Regions from separate parts of the Gossypium hirsutum genome. Here region 2 is linked to region 1. Evidence: chromatin contacts called from public Hi-C data. All regions are on one chromosome and are shown on one strand. The core of a region is the stretch at or near the end of the contact, and the rest is flanking DNA. Distances in the headings are between cores, read along the strand shown.

What was found. Hi-C and Micro-C count contacts between places; a contact is called where the count stands out from the background.
Region 2: a Hi-C map of leaf shows a contact between it and region 1, with 1.8 times the contacts expected there. The contact joins the enhancer-like site here to the promoter of LOC107957416 in region 1. A contact is called at or near these places in 5 of 34 Hi-C or Micro-C datasets (cotyledon, hypocotyl and leaf).

Annotation. Positions count from the first base shown.
Region 1 is chrA05:37,605,612-37,611,840 of Gossypium_hirsutum_v2.1, forward strand. It overlaps LOC107957416, which reads left to right and starts at 2,946. Exons shown (of 2, transcript XM_016892934.2): 1 at 2,946-3,651; 2 at 3,962-4,313. The coding sequence starts at 3,398. The coding sequence ends at 4,094.
Region 2 is chrA05:37,645,709-37,651,779 of Gossypium_hirsutum_v2.1, forward strand. No RefSeq gene overlaps it. Among protein-coding and RNA genes, the nearest start is that of LOC107957415, 14 kb to the left of the region's middle. Within about 2 kb of position 3,948, at least 6 of the 9 cell types and tissues checked have an H3K27ac peak or open chromatin away from gene starts, as enhancers often do. A contact at or near this core is called in cotyledon and leaf, where this site is marked.

The sequences.
Region 1 (6,229 bases), core at 1,696-4,195:
TGGTCACTGAACTTCTAATTTTTTTTAATTTAGTCACTAAATTATTCGAAATTAAATTTTTAATCGAGTTTGCAATTTGACGGAAGTGTTGACATGACTTTTTGTCTAATAACAAATTTAGCCCTCTAACGTTTATACATTCTATCAATTTAATCCTAAATAGAAAAAATTCAACTAATTTAGCCCTCAATGTTTACAAAATTTAAATTTTAGTTCAAATTCTAAAAAGTTCAATAAATTTGGCCCTAAAAATTTACAAAATGACCAATTTTAATTTTTATAATTTTTGTAAAGTTAAAAAACTCCAATACCAAATCTCTATTTCTCCAACCTTCATCAGTAATAACATGTCGCTTCTCTAAAAACTTAACAACCAATACCCTAATCCCTGATCTATTCTTTGCTTCTTCTTTAGGCTTTTCTCCTCTATCCCAACTCATTCGACCTGACAAGCCCACATTAACTGACTACCACAGACAAGTTCACAAAGTCGACCGAAATGGATATATGATGACAATAGGCTGCCTCCTCAATAAGCATGTGAAAGATGGCTGCTTCAACACCATCAAAACCTTTAGCTTCATCACTAATACAAAATCCTTTCTCTTGATCTTCGACCCTTTGATCCAAACCTTATATTGTTTAGACAAAGGACTCATGCGCAAACACAAGTTCGATTTGCTCATCGCACGTCTTTGCAAGGTCAAAAGGATCGAGGAGTCGTTGCATGTAGTTCAAACTATGATGGGAAACAGTAGGTTGAACCCTGCCACCTTTCATTTAATTATGAACATGTTAACGAAGAAGAGGATGAAGGAGGCGAGGTTGGTGGCGGATCTGATGAGAGTTATTGGATGTGACAACATGTAAAATTTTTTAATTGATGACATACTATTAGGAGTGTAAGTTGATATAGGTGAGCACAATGGAGAAATAAAGGTTACAAAAATTTTAAAAATAAAAAACTGTCATTTTGTAAAGGATGAGGACTAAATTTGTTGAATTTTTTTTATATTTAAGATTAAATTAATAGAATATGTAAACATTAGAAGCTAAATTTAGCATTAGACCTGTCGAAACCATTTTTTTTTTGAAAATGGGAATCGACCTTGTTTAAAAATGAAAATTAAAACGGGAGTCGCCACCGATCTTTATTAGGTGTGATCGGATCACCTTTGTTTTAATAAAACATTTTAGTTTATTAAAACGGGGTTTTTTTGTCTACGAATCTCGAGAGAATGGGTTCGGGAGTCGGTTACGTGCGAGGAAGGATTAGCACCCTCGTCACGCCCAAAGATTGGTACCGAATTGATTAGTTAGTGTCTTAATGTCGAAAGTTGAAAATCAAGAATAGATTTAAAATACGATCCCTTTTTATTAGCATCGATTTTAAAATTTTTGGATTAGCTCAAAACAATTGTTAAACATTTCCTTGTTTCGAGATATCGGAGTATCACATCCCGTAAGTTAGGACACAATACCATGAACTTCCCGAGCGCAAGGTTGTCTTTAATTTTAATTGGAATTCTGTGTATTTTAAAACTCAAAAGGGTATTTGGCTATTTAGAATCAATCGAGAAAACCGAAACCCCGTAAGTTAGGGCACAATTCCTCGACGCTCCAAAATGCAAAACATTGCCTTATTTTGAAATTTTTGTTTTTGAATAGTAGCGAATACGATATTTAAATAACGTGCATTATTCGTTTAGGTTAAAACGATTTATTAGATAAATGTAGCGAGGCTTAATTCATGAGGCGATGATATGAAATAAGAGTATAGTGCGACATGGAACGATGATACATGAATAAAGATATTACACAAGCGAATGACAATAATATGAAAGTACAAATAAACGAATCATAGTACATGCAATGGCAATAATCTCACGATACGCATCATTTATATACTAACATTAATAATCAAAGACCAATGAATTAAATAATATATAACGATTTAAAAGGTTATAAAGCAAATTAAAATAAACAAAGTGTAAAATAAATTTTAAAATGATAACAAATGAATTTAAAATAAATAATGTGAAAAAGAAATTTAATATCAACAATGTTCAAAATAATTTAAAAATAGAGTACATGTAAAAGAAATTTTAAAATAGTTAATATACAAGACATCAAAGAAATGACTAGTATATATATAATAAAAAAATAGATATAACAATTTGAAATTGATAATATATAAAAAAATTTAAAGTAAATAATAAAACAATTTAAAATGAATAATACATGAAGCGAGTTTAAAATAAATAATGTAAAAGAATTTTAAAATCTATATTATACAAAGCAAATTTTTTTTAAAAAAGGAATTCACATGAGTAATTTTAAAATAGATAATATATATATATATACATACGAAAGTATGAAACAATGTATATAAAAAAATTAAAGTAAATTATAATAACAAAACATTTTTAAATAAATAAATAGGTTTCGAAATAAGGTATGAAAACAATTTTAAAATAAACAATATATATAGGTCAATTTAAAAAATATATATATATACATAGAGATAAAAAAACTTGAAATAAGAGGGAGCTTAAAGAAAATAATAATAATAATAATAATAATAATAGAAATATACAAAACCATCATTTTTTTTAATAATATGTATAAAAACAATTGGAAATAAACTATATAAATGATATGTGAAAAGTATCAAAAACGTATAATATAACAAAATAGCTTAGTACACTCAATGTATATAAAAAAACAATTTAAAATGGATAATAATACAATTTTAAATAATCAATATTAAAACAAGTTAAAATAAAGCATGTACATAAATAATCTAATAACAAACCGCATGCAGAATATTTGAAACAGCACATAATAAGACATTTTAAAACAGATAAATAACAAAAGAAATAAAGGGATTTAGGACGTGATTGAAAATGGACCAAAATTCAGGGTAGCGATTGCAAATAAAAAAAGAAGGCCACTGGGGACTAAATCAAAACACGCTTAGATTCGAGAGGACCAAATGAGGGAGTGTTCCAAGTCTAATGCGCTGCGTTTCACTTGTCCAGGCCAGGGATCAAATCAGAAATGAAAGAAAATAATAGGGCAAGATTTTAAAAAATAAAAATGCAAAGCGGGACTAAATCAAATGGCGTAGGAAAGAAGGAGGGATCATAACCGCAAATAGCCATTTCGGCCTCAAAAACACGCGGGTCTCTCTTCCAATCGGGTCGGGCCGCGGGTTCCCCCTAAAAGGCATCGTTTTAAGGCCTGGGGGGGTTAATGAAACTATGCCGTTTCATCAATATTATTTAAACCAAAAAACCTTTTTTTTTTTCATTTTTCAGACTTCATTTAAAAAAAACAGAGAGCTTCTTGCTTTCTCTCCCTCCCATTTTCCTCTTAGCCTCCCCCATGGCCGACCATGGGCTCATCGGGGGCGTCTCCTCGCCCATGCCTCGAACGGCAGTCGGTGTTGAGTGAAACGGGCCCTTTTGGTCCTCTTCCGAACTGGTTCGAAGGCGGAGCCTTCATAGCCCATCGCGACGGAAGAGAAAAGGGAAAACCCCCTTTTTGGTTCGTTGTTCCCTTCCACGGCCATTGGCTGAACCCCCAGGGGTTCAACGACCTTCAAATCGGCGAGGGAACGCCGGAGCACCCCCAAACAGTGAATCGGAGGTACGTCTTTACAATTGTTATCTTTGTATTATTATTTCATATGTAAAAAGAAATGAAAAGAAAAAAAAACAAAACAAAGTAAAATACAAAGATTAGAAACTGAAACGCAAGCAATAAAATCACCTTCGAAGAATTTCTATTTCTTTTTGATTAATCTTGTTTTGTAAGTGTCTGTAACCGATTACAAAGAAAAGATCTTGGCTTTTAAAGCCAATCTACCAACTGTTGGTTTTATGATTTTTGTTCTTTTGCTCTTTATTTCTTTGTCAATCGCGTGCATTTTTGCTGTTGTATCTTGATTCTGTTGCAGGTGTCATACGACGCGTGGAAAAGGCGATGGTCAGGGCGTGGTGGCCGAAGGGAGGCCAAGAGTTCGGCAGCAGCATGCCTGGAGGGCTAGGGCTGCTGCTGTTTTCTCTTCTTTGCAAAGGGCTAGGGTTTAGTTTGTTTGGGCTGATTTGGGCTAAAATTTGGGTAGTGGGCTTGGTTTTAATTTTGGATCTGAAATGGGTTTTAAAATGTTGGGCCACACATATTGTAAATGGACTAAAAAAATGGACTTTTTAATTATTTGGTGGGTTTATTTTGGTTTTATTGGTTTGGGCCAAAATTGGCTATTACAAGACCAATAAAAAAAACTCCACATTAGCACTTTCGTCAAATTTTAAATGGTTGTTAATGTTTTGTAAAAAACCAAAAAAATTGTTTTCGAATAGTTTAGTGACTAAATCGGAAAATTTAAAAAGCTAGTGTTTGTTTTTTTATTTTTGGTTTAAAAAATGACTAAAAAACATGTGTTCACAAAGCTTGTTTCAGATCCAAATATGAGCTTCTCTATTCCTTTTCATTGTATAAGAACATCTTTGGGTTCTTTTACACATTTTGAACTTTTCTTTTTCTACCTAAAACTGACCAATCTTCTTCAATGAAACAATAATTCACCAGTTTATCATAAATAATGAAATACAATAAATGGAAGTTATTTATTTATTTAAATGAAGTGGAAAATCAAAATTTTAGAAATAATTTCAGGTTAGATTTTTTTACAATTTTAACGGGAGTGATTAAAATAATCAAACTATGTAATATAGGTGTTTAAATTGTAAAAAAAAAATCAGGTGTCTAAAATGAAAACTTTTGAAAGTTAAGTGATTATCTATGTAGTTTACCCTAAAAATTAAGGTAAACAACACTAGTAGTTACTCAACTATTAGTATTTTTTTTTGTCACCCTATTATGAAAACTTACAAAATAGTCACTCAATTGTTCAATTGTTTTTTCTGGTCACCAATTGGCTTGTAGCGACGTAAAAAATTTAGCTTGGTCGCTAATTGTGGCGATTTAGTGAAAACTTGAAAACTGAAGTTTGATTTTGAAATAAAAAGGGAGTCGCCACCGATCCTTTTTCCTAGGTGTGATCGGACACCTATTAGATTTCTTTTTTTTTTAAAAAAGAAGGCCGAGTTTAGGTCTACGTCAAAAGCCAGAAAAAAATTAGGGTTCGGGAGTCGGTTACGCGCGAGGAAGGTATTAGCACTCTCGCGACGCCCAAAATTGGTATATTGTAAAACACGTGTTGTCTTGATTCTCAAAAATACAAGTTTAACTTAATATTTAATCGCGATCCGATTGAAATACTAAAATTCGAAATTTTTGGTTTTTTAAAACGGTGTCCCGCTTTTAACACAAGCCGGCGAATTTCACCCAACATAGCGATGAAATCGATGACTTGATGTTAAATTGGTACATTGCATTATATATGGAAATTAATTAGGAGACGAGAATAAGATTTTCGAAATAATGCAAAGCAAATTGATAAAAATAAATAAATGACAGAGCTAGAAATATGTTGAAGCAAATATAAGTGTGACAAATATATTAAAAACGATAAAGATATATGCGATATTAAACGTAATACTAGATTTAGACATGAAATGGAAACAATGAATATATATACATAATAATGATATTTAGAATATGTACGTGAAATATATATATAAATAGTAATAGCATTAGAAATATACTATATAATATTCGAAATATATACGTGATATATATAAAAATACAACATTTAAAAAGTATATATATAGACGTAATATATAAAAATGCATACACAATAAAATATTTACATAATATATATATACATCATAATGTTGAAAACATCTATTAATAATAAACATATACCTAGATGTATTAAAGATATATACATAAATAATAAAATATATGCTAACATTCATAGTAGTAAGGATAAAATACATGCATAATATGTAGATATATATATAAAATAAATATTAAGAACCGTACGTAAATGACATTTATGAAAAAAATATATACATAATATTAAAATAATAAATGATAACAATGACAATAATAGGTATAATAATAATAAAATGATATATGAAAATAATACTAGATAAGAAATATGTGTACAAGAATAATAAAATATATGTACTAATATTAATAATAAACATAGCAGGAATAAAATAAATGTAATAGTAATATATACATAAGATGATATGGAAATATGTACATGGAATAGTATATAAAGAATATGACTAATAATATTGAAAATATATAC
Region 2 (6,071 bases), core at 2,698-5,197, 41 kb after region 1:
AATAATGATAGAAAGTAGAATATGCATGATATATAAAAAATGACAAACGTGAAAGTATCAAAGGAAATAAGTGACAATGAAGAATATAATAATGATAATAGTAAAATTTGGAGTAAATAAGATGTTATAAACAATTATATTTTTAAAAGAATATATATAATAATAAATAAGTAACTAGTTAAATAATAGATAAATGGAATAAAAGTATGCATATAAAAACATATATAAAAGAATACCTATAAAAGCAAGCTATAAAAAATAAATAATTAAGTAAATGGAAAATTTAATGTAGATTCGATTTTAAAAATGAAATGAAGCAGGTACATAAAAAATAAAACAACCTTTTTTTCTAAAAAATTAAGACTAAAAAATAAAGTGAAATGAAAAAGAAATTAAACCGACTAAGGATGAAAATAAAATCAAAATAAAATACGGGGTATAAATTGCAAATGATAAAAGAAGCAAGGCCCAAAATGAGGCACGCTAAAAAGACAAGGACTGAATGGGACAATATCCCTTTGGTCCACATGCGCGTGACTATCAGGTGGACCGAAATGGAATAGAAACTAAATTAAAGGGATAAATTAAAAATAAGAAAAAGGTGAATTAAAAAATTTAAAAACGCGGAAGGGCTTAGATGGCAAATAGACCATCTGGTGTAAAACACGCAAATCCTCCGCCTTCCTGGGTCGGGTCTCGGGTTAGAGGCCAAAACAACGTCGTTTTGGCCTCTGAACCTAAACTTCAAAACGGCGCCGTTTCATGTTTATTATTTAAATAAAAAAATTATTTCATTTCTAGCCCCATTTAAAAAAAAAACAGAGAGCATTTGCTCTCTCCTTCTCCCTTCCTCCTTTCGGCTAGTGTTTCGACCTTAACTTTGGAGCGTCGCCGCACCACCGTCGGACTTGGTGGCAGACCACGCGGAGAAGGGACGCGATGAGAGGCCGGAGGCAAGTATTATTCTCCTTTTATCCTCTTTATGCAAAAGAAAAGAAAGAAAGAAAGACTAAAAAAAATAGAAAAGAAGTGAGATCTGAAAACTAAAAAAATTGAAATCGCGAATCACCTTTTGAAACTGATTTTCTTTTTTTGATTTCTTTTTCGTGTTTGATACAATATTTTTTTCTTCCCAAATCCTCCCTTGAATACACTGATTTTCGAGGCTCTTATAGCCTAATATTACAATATATTTACTCCTTTTTTGTCCTATTTCTCTGCTCTGTTGTCTTTGTTGCGTGTTCGTCTCTCTTTTGCAGGTGATGAAACGGGAGCAGGTGGCTGCTTTGGTGGTTAGGCCTTGAGTGTTGAACGTGCTGACCAGGCACGTGGGGAGCGGCAGCTGAAAGTTTCAGAAACCCTAGGGTTTCCTGGTTTAGTCTTTTGGGCCTATTGGGGCCAATAGGAATTGGGTCAGATTTTTTGTAAAATGGGTTTGAGTTTATTGGGCTTGGATTTGTAAAATGGACTGTTAACAATTGTTTGGTTTGGGACTGTTCAGCCCGGGCCAAAATTGGGCTCTACAGTCGTAGATGGTGAAGGACAAGCTCCATCAACACAACAAAAGCTTTAGCCTTAGCATCAATTGAACATCATGATACGTTGACAATTGCCTTTGTCACAACTCAAGCAGAACATATCTAGAGTGATTGCAAGCACTTAATACGATAAGGAAATCAACCCCAGATGGTCCAAAGTGTCGAGCAAAAATCAACAAAAGAATCGAGTATTCACCAAACTGGAGAGGAGGACAACTAAACCATCCCTAAAATCACTTGTAAAACTAAGGTTACATGCATAAGCAAGACTAAAAAATGTGCTACAAGAGCGGACAAAAACTTCTAAACTAAAAACTTATTAAACAATAGAAAAACAAATAAAAAACATATAAAACTTAAAAGCAACACAGGTCTAAATTGACTTGTGAAATCATTTATTATTCTGAAATACTCTCAAAATAAAAACATATTAAGAAGCTGGCGAAGAGCCACTCACTTTCTAAGAAAAATTACTGGTGGCCGGTGAAGTTTTAGCAAACGAAAGGCGCCATTATTTGTCCACCACAACTTGTGAAGACAACAAAGATTCCTACAAAATAGATCTACAAACTGAAAAGAGAGAAGACGTGGAGTGAATGAGAAAAAGAAAGAAAGAAACAGGTTGGTGGAAGGGAGAAAAAGACGGGTGATAGCCAACCCGGAGGTTGGCACCACCGCTGGGCAAAACAAAAGATAAGAAGCAAATGACTTGGAGAAAAAAGAGAAAAAAAGTATATATTAAATTCTTATATTTAATGCACTTAAATTCTCAACGAATAATCTTATCTAAATTATTTATTTCGAATTTAGATTTAGATTTATCTTTTTGTTGTGCATGCAATTAAGGTGTGTTCGGTTAACCAAATATGACGTTATATATCATAATCTCACATTTTGGAATAAGCATACATTGTTTGGATTCTTATCATTCCAACTATGTTGTAATCTCACATGCTCAAAATAATGTCAATGTCGAAATATAGGAAATAATCCCAAAACTACCCATTTTAGGTTCTCTTAGATAAAAAGTGTAATCTTAAATTTTGGACCAATATACTTTTTTTTTTATTTCAATAAGTTTTGTCCTTTTTTTTTCCAAAATAAAAGTTAAAAGCCTAATTAAAAACAAAATCTCTCTATTTTTTTAACAGTAAAAAAAGTGGATGTTATACTTTCAAATTATCATTATTATATTTACTCTAAGATCTATTTATTAGTATATTAATTATGGTGGGTGATATAATTATTATCATGAATAATTATAATTTATAAATGGTAAAATTATCATAAAATCTCATGTATTATATCTTAGATTACATTTTAGTTCCTCTATTAAAAAATTCAAGTCCTAATGATCCGAATTTGAGAAAGCTCGAGCCCAAAACAGATACAAGCCCAAGAAAGTCCAAGATCGACAAAACTTGAGCCCAAGAAAGCTCGAGCTTGTAATAGATCCAAGCTTGTAATTGAACATCTGTAATAGACATTAATAATTAATATAATTTTATGATATTACTTAAAATAAAAATAAAAGATAATTTTTTATTTTTTGAAAATGTATTATAAGCATTTCATTTATATGAAAATTTTATTAATAGGAAGAGTAATTAATAATAATTTCTTATGTTAAATTATAAAGTAATAAATTTTTAAAAACATTAATTTAATATAAAATATTTTAATACTATAAGTATATATATGTATAATAAATATATATTATTAATAGTTATTAAAATCTATAAAATAAAATTTTAATAAAAATAGAATAATATACTATAACTATTACTGAAACCGAAACTCATTACTTGATTTGACCTTAAACTGATATACTAAATTAGTATATTATTAATACATAAAATAATTATATAATATATAATTATCACAAAAATATTAATAAATATATAACTAGTATTATAATATAAATTATAATAGAAGATATAATATTCAACGATATTATAATGTTTAATTATTTATGCATATATATAAACTATTAATATATTGAATACTATATGATATAATATAGCAAGAAGCTAACTTTTAAAAATACAAAAAATATAAAAATTTAGAATATATTCCAACTGGTATAATAATAAATAATAATATACAATAATAATTAATGTATTGTATATCACTCTATTATTATTATTATTATTATTATTATTGCAACAATTGCGGCATTTTTTGAGAATGACTGGGAAAAACAGACAAACGAAGCTGAGAATGGGTGGGTAGGAGGAACCCAGCGGCAAGCGACGAGTAGTGATGGCTTTGACCGTCGACGGCGAGTGGCTAGGGATTGTAAATTTTTTTGATTTGGTGTTTTGGGCAAAGAAGAAAAGAAGGTCGGGTAAAAGTAGGGAACAATCGCAACGTTTGGTTCAGAAATCAGAATACCGTTGTATGACACGATATCGCGAAACGCCGTTAGAATGCTCTTAATTTGCAGCGCTAAAGTCAGAACTCCGCAGTATGTTACCTGCTTTTAATAAATAAAAAATCAATTAGAAAACTTTTATCTTCAAGAGTATTTCACGGCGTCATTTAATTACCACCGCGAATATGCTACTAAGCGATTAGAGACAAAACGCCACGATATGTTCTTTTAATAAATAAAAAAATTAAACTAATATATAATTTTAATAAATAAAATTTAAAAAATATTTATTTTAAAGATTCGCGATGTTTCCATGCTATCGCCACTAATTTCTAAAGAAATTGTGGTGCTTCCAAGCTATCACCACTCATTTCTGATACGTATAGCGGCGTCCGCTTAAATTCGCCACTATTTGTGGAGCTACAGAGGCATTCCGGAGTTCAACCGCCGCAAAACCTATGGCGCTAATATTTTCCCACGGTGTGAGAAAAGACAGTGGCGTTTCTTACAATGTACGTCTCGAATGGTCAAGCGGGGCGACGTTTTCACCTGCAAACTCCGCTAGCCTTTGCCGCCATATGCACATTCTGTTATAGTGTATATTATAGATTATAATAAAAGATATAGTATCAATAATTATGTGTAATTTAGTATATTAATGTACATATTTATAATTATAATTAGTTATACATAAAATATTATTAAAAAAATAATATCTTAATAAAATATTATTTTTATTAAATTAGATTTTAAATTGGGCTTTAACTTTTACAAATTGTATTTGAGTCTCTGATTTAATTTTTTTTTTAATTTTAGACTTGAAATTTGGACTAAAATTTATTTATTTTGAGTTTAGATAATAATGAGTATATTATTTGGGTTTGGGTTTAGTATTATATATTTGAGTTTTGGAATAAATATTTTAGAATATGAGTATTAGGTTTGTAAATTTAATAAAAAAGATAAATAGTAATTTAATTGTCAATATAATATAATAATGAGCAATAAAATATATTTTCGTTAATTTATATAATATCATAGAATTATAAATTTTACATACAATAAGCACTTTAATTATTTTATATAAAAGAACTTTATTAAATATATATAATTTATACTTTTTATAAAACAAATTTAAATTGTATTGTCATCACATAAAAATAAAATGAATTATTACATTAAAATTAAAATATTTATAACTTATATAATTTAAAATTATTTGAAGCAATTAGAGCCTGTTGGCTTGGTCCGAGCTCAAATCTGAAAAAAAATCTAAATTTGAAAGGGCCTAAGCCCGTAATAGATTTGAGCCTGAGAAAATTCGATCTCAAATCCGAAAAAATGCAGTCCAAAAGGGCCCATTCCAAGCCCACCCAAACCTGTCCATTTGCTAGCTCGACGAGTGAGCAAAACTACCACTCCATTAAAATTTGGTCTTTATATATAATGTATAATAATAAATTTAGTCCTTAACTTTTACATATTTATTCAATTTGACCCCTATTTTCTTATTGGAAGTAAATTAGAAAATTTTGAAATTAATAATGTTAAAGGGCCAAAAAGGCTTAAGTGACAAATTAAAAAAACAGCAACAATTAAACCTTTTTAAAAATGGAAATTTATTAAAAAATCATAAAAATTGCAAACAAAAGTTAATATTAAAAAACAACAATACCAACCCATTAAATTTAATGGTTATAAGATTTTTAAAAAATTGATCCCTACTTTATTAAGTTAATATTATTTACCTTTTAACCCTAAACCCTAATTATGTTATATTTCCTAAAAGAATCCATTCAATTAAAAGATAGTTGAATTCTATAAATTTGATATGTTTATATATTTTTAACATGTTATAAATTATAATATATATTTTAAGTATCTTATAATTTATCATCATATAAAATTTCTTTGTAAATAATTGGTATTAAATAAAATTTCAACACATTAACGTAACTTTGATTTAATTTTTTCCAACCTTTGATGCATAAGAGAAAAGAAGCTTTAACTATGGTAAGTGGATGATTAAATATCTGGGCTCCAATACCATCATAGCATCTGAAATGGCTGCGCCTCTGAGCTTCTGAGCCTTGCTTTTGACAATTTTTCCTATGATAAAAACTATATAATTATTAGGAAACCAGATATTTAATTATTAA